2 separate regions of the Mus musculus genome follow, and region 2 is linked to region 1. Evidence: chromatin contacts called from public promoter capture Hi-C data. All regions are on one chromosome and are shown on one strand. The core of a region is the stretch at or near the end of the contact, and the rest is flanking DNA. Distances in the headings are between cores, read along the strand shown.

Evidence for each region. Promoter capture Hi-C pulls out the DNA fragments that hold promoters and counts their contacts.
Region 2: a contact with region 1 is called in a promoter capture Hi-C map of pre-B cells, with 2.7 times the contacts expected there. The contact joins the promoter of Ncbp3 here to the promoter of Pfn1 in region 1. A contact is called at or near these places in 2 of 39 promoter capture datasets (liver and pre-B cells).

What each region holds. Positions count from the first base shown.
Region 1 is chr11:70,653,373-70,655,920 of GRCm38.p6, reverse strand. Pfn1 (profilin 1) reads left to right here and starts at 1,271. Exons shown (of 3, transcript NM_011072.4): 1 at 1,271-1,572. The coding sequence starts at 1,441. It also overlaps a transcript of Eno3 not described here.
Region 2 is chr11:73,046,594-73,049,141 of GRCm38.p6, reverse strand. Ncbp3 (nuclear cap binding subunit 3) reads right to left here and starts at 1,275. Exons shown (of 13, transcript NM_025818.3): 1 at 1,060-1,275. The coding sequence starts at 1,242.

The sequences.
Region 1 (2,548 bases), core at 22-2,521:
ACTCAGCCACGCGGCTGTCGAAGAACCTCGGCTGGGGGGCGTGGGGAGCCAGAATTTGGGGATGAACGTCAGGGAACCCAACCCGGCTCCAAAAGGCAGCGAACCAAGTACTTCCACTGGGAGAGGCTGCACACCCTGGCGCCCCTCCTCCGAGGGACCGGAAGCGGCCGAGCCCCTCGGAGGCCAGGGTCCCGGGTGACTCCTTTACTCCCTCCAGCCTCAGTGGCCTGCCATTCGCCCCTAGACCTGCTCGGCGGCGAGTGAGCTGACCGCACATAAATACTTAGCAAAAGTTTTTCTGGAAAAGAAGAAAGCCCCAGTGCGTCCAAAGTAGAGGGGACTTTCCTCTTCTTATAAAAGTTGTCATCCTTGGTACTTTAGTATTCTTCCGCCTTGAAAAATGAGTCCCGTCGTGTCACCCGGGTGGCGCCCCTATTCAGTGACCTCTGTAGACAGGGTTCAGGCATGGGGCGAGGCTGAGCTGGAGCGGATCCAGCGAAGGGAATGATTCCTCGGGAATCTAGGGACGCGCTCGAATGAACCCAACGTGTGCGCTGTACATGGCAGACGGTTGGGACAGGTGCCCTGGTTGGAGAGACCTTTAGTACTGAAAATGACTAGAGTATTATATCGATTTCACTTTTGCTCCCTTATCGTTTAGATAAATGTGGAGAAGGCAGCAGGGCCCAACCCGGGGCGTCTGCCCGTCCCGACTGCTGGGGACGCGTCTTCCCTCCTCGGATGGTCCAAATGTGTCCCGCCAGGCGCGCGCTCACGCAGCCAAGCCGCTAGCCCCAACCGCCCCACGCGCTGGCTTCTCACTGCCCCGGCGCAGGCGCGGGCGCACGCGCCGCCGCCCGCCGTTCCTTCCCTCCCGCGGAGGTGGGGGTTGGGGGGTGGAGGAATGATTCGGTTTAACCCTGGGTTCCCCGAACCCACTTCAACTTGCTCAACCTTACTAATTTTCTTTTTTTTTTTTTTTTCTTTTTCTTTCCCTGCTTCCTCTGGCTTCCTCCTTCTATAGCCAAGTGGTATTCAGGATGAATCGGAGCGAGCCCTAACCTTAACCTCTCCTGCCACCACCACTCTATATAGCCTTTGGCGTGGCTTTCCATCGAACTCGGCAAATTTTGCAAAGTGGGGGGAGGGTTTTTTAAAAATTGCATTTGCAAAAGTTCGCTATCTGGCCCGGCGGGGGGGGGGGGAGGATGGAGGGAGGGAATGGGGCGCAGGCCCCGCCCCGCCGCCCTTTGCAAATAAAAATCTAGAGGGGGGGGGGAGGAGCAGGAAGTGGCGGTGCGAGGGCTGCTGCACAGCTAACAGAGCCGCGTTCCGGACGGCAGCGCGTGCCCCGAGCTCTCTGCCTTCCCCCGCCCGCCAGCCCGAGCCCGAGCCCGCGATCCCAGCAACAGCCCGCAGAGCAGCCCCAGCAGCAGCGCCATGGCCGGGTGGAACGCCTACATCGACAGCCTTATGGCGGACGGGACCTGTCAGGACGCGGCCATCGTAGGCTACAAGGACTCGCCCTCCGTCTGGGCCGCCGTCCCCGGGAAGACCTTCGTTAGCATTACGGTACTGCGAGGCTCGTGCGGTCCCGAGCAGTGACCGGCCTTAGACCCTCTGGGGGACTGGGGTGGGGGCGGGCGCAGGCGAGCGAGGGCAGCGGGAGGCCGTGATCCGGTCCTCTCCCATCGGCGGGGCGAATGGCGGCTGCGTGAGACTGGCTCCCTCTGTGGTTCCCCGGGCTCTACGCCCCTCGGCGGCGGCGCCCATCTCGCCCGCCGCCCCGCTTTCTGCGACCGGGCGTTACATCCGGGGCCCAGGGCGGGGAGGGGCGCGGCGGCCGGTGCGGCGGCCCACTTCCGCCTCCTCCAGGGCGGGGCGGGCACGCGCTGCAGTTTTAGCCCGGGATTATGATTGATAAGGGGCTCCGGAGCCTGGACTCCCCTTCGGGCCGAATGCTCGCTCTCCCTCCACCATTGTTCCCCCTGACGCTGATGGGAGCGCCAGGCGCGTGGCCTTGGGCCCGGGCCGGACCTCGGTAGCCACCCTGCCCCTCCCAGCTCCGTTAGAGAGGGCGAGGCCGCCACACACACACACACCCCCCAAGTCGGCACGTTAGCCTCAACATTCCTGGGAGGCCGATTCCGGAAGTCCCCTCGCCCTCCCTTCCCGCCATCCGCCCGGGCCCGGCGTAGGGGAACTTTGTGAGAAGTTCTGAGACGGTAAAAGTGAAGGAATAAGGTTGCTGCTGTCCCTACCACCACCTTCCCTGACCACACTGCCCGGAAGTGGGGAGGGGGAGCGGAAGTTCGAATGGGGGGAGGGGATTTCCGGGCGGGAGGGTACCGGATATAGGGGTTTGGGGGTTTAAGGGGGAGAAGGAGAAAGGTTCTCTGGGATGTCTAGACTCACACACAGACTAGTCTCCTGCCCTAATAAACTTTTTGAACTTAATTAGAGAGCCCCCGGGGTCAGCTTCCTTATCTTGGGGCATAGCTACCTGGACCCAAACTCCAGGTTACCCGGAGACCCAGGCGTCCGGGCT
Region 2 (2,548 bases), core at 26-2,525, 2.4 Mb before region 1:
CATCCCTCCTGGCCACTGTGCTTTTTATCCTATTAACAGGGTGTGTGTGTGTGTGTGTGTGTGTGTGTGTGTGTGTGTGTGTGTTTGTTTTTGTAGCACTTAATACAAAAGGGAACTATTTACTTGTCTCCCCTACTAGGGCAACACCAAGAGGGAGTTCGCTCTTAAGCACCTAGGATTACACCAGCACACAGAGAGGTGTGTGATATAAACATGTTAAACTGACTGAATGGATAACACCTGACCTATACACTATCCACTATAACCTATAGATGTTGTCACCAAAGGTATTGTCATTTGTCATCACTACCTTAGCCTTCACTCATAACTTCAAATGTAAAACCAAGCTGCTATCATGTAATTAAAGGAGGGGGCGCAGGGAGTTCACGTTGTATGTGAAAACCGAGCTATCCAGGCCTCAGACCAGCTTTAAGAAGGGGCATGTGACTACCAAACCACAGGCAAAACACTCCTCAGACCCACTGTGGTTAAAGAAAGATCAAATGTCACTGTGTGTCAGAAGCTGGGACCACCGAGAGTAGACGCAGTGAAGGTGCGGGGACGTGAGGACCCTCATCCACAATACCAACACACGAGTGTCTGCTGTTTGACAGGTCTAGCCCTCCCAAGCGAAGAGAGCTGGTTTAAGTGACACCAACTCGGCCGGGGAAGGAGGACCCACCAGGAGACCTGGATGCCGGCGGCACCTAACACTTTCTTTGAGGGCTGATTCAGGTTCTGTTCCCGCCCGCGGCTCCTTTTTATCTCCAACCAAACACAGCTGATTCCGTTCGGGGCCACCGAGGGGCAGCGAGAGGGGTGTCCCCAACTCTCTCCGAGATCCCCCGCCTCTCCAGCGCTCTCTGCACCCATTTCCGGGCGCCCCGGCGTCCTTTCTCTCTGGCGCTCTCCGGGTCATGCGCGGCCCCCGCCTTTCGGCGCTCGCGCCCCTTTCCCGCGTTCCCGGACTTGCGCCAGTGCCGCCGTCCGCCACCTTCCCTGACTCTCCAGGGACACCCGCCCGGCGACCTCCTCAGCCCCCGCCCCTCTCGCCCGTACCGGGAGCAGTTCCTTTAGGGAGCGCCGCACCGGCACGATTTCCAGCTCGCCTTCTTCCACTTCCATGGGCTCCGGCTCGCCACGCTCCAAACCGGACTCCACCTCGGGCGACGGAAGCCCCAAAGCCGGCCCAGCGGGGGCCTCCGCCTTCACAGACACTCGCAGGCCGCGGACGGCCGCCATAGCTGCCAGCCGGCCGCACCACCGAAAGCCCGCCCCTCACTCCCGCCGCCTAGAGCGCCGTCGCCGATGACCACAGAGGAGCACCGCTATCACCTAGAGCGTCGTCTGTTTCTACCAGAAAGCTGTCCTTATCTCTGGCGCCCCCTTGGTGACCTAGGAACCTGGGGCCGGCTTGGGGCGGGACTTCGCGGGGTAGGGGGCGGGACGAAGCAGTGATGGAGGTGGAGCGTCGTCTGAGGTTCCAAAATACCTGCACTTTGAGGACTATACTTCTAAGAACTGCTGAGCGGTTACCGCGATCTATCATCTAGGCAATCTGAGCGTTTACAAAGTTATTTCCGTAGTAAGCTTTGGCTCTGTCAAGTCTTCCAGTAATTGAGCCATATTATGTGGTCAAAATTTTAAACTAGGGCCCAGTGTAGGGGTTACATGCCTATAATCCCAGCAGTCAGGAGTCAGAGGCAGGCACATCTCTAAGTTCCAGGCCATCCAGGGATCCAAGGTAAAACCCTGCCTACATTTAAACTGGAAAGGGATGGTACACGATTGTATTCCCAGCACTTGGGAGATAGAGGCAGGAGGACTAGGGGCTGAAGGTTATCCCCCAATTACACCAAGGGGCAATTGCTAGTTTGAGGCCAGCCTAAACTACAGAAGATCCTATCTTAAAAGGGGAAGAGGGGTGCTTCAAGATCACAGTGACCTACCCAAAGGGCAGAACCAGAGCTTAGACCCATTTTGTCACTTCTGGGAGCTCTACTCATCAGAGACTCACAAGCAAGATTTCCTGCAAATGTTCCTAGTAAGAGTCTGGCTGGGAAAGAGGAAAGGCTTGTTCAGACTTGAAGAAGGGACTTCTTGTCTGTCATGAGTCCTGATTTTGTGTCTCCTCCTGTGTCATATTTAGTTAGCCCTTTCTAGACCTATCTCCCAATCTGAACCAGGAATAGGTAAGACCATATATCTGAGCCCCTAAAAATCTTTTCAGAGAAAGGCAAATCATTCTAAAACAGAAAAAAAAATCACAAGACTCAGATACACTAGGTCACTTTGGGCATGGCACGGAACCTCAGTTCCTTCATCAGAACATAGAACAGTGACACACCTCCACAGAAGAATATAAGGACCGAATGAGCTAGTTATGTGCGGCTGTAAGATCCAAAAGAGGTGATACTGTACATCCAAGCTTTTCTTGAAATGGGTCTGTACCATGGGACAAACAAGATGGAATTCCTTAGAATGGTACCATCAATTGATTGCAATGCAAAGTACAAAATTGGGTTAAAACAATGGATTGTATTTTCTT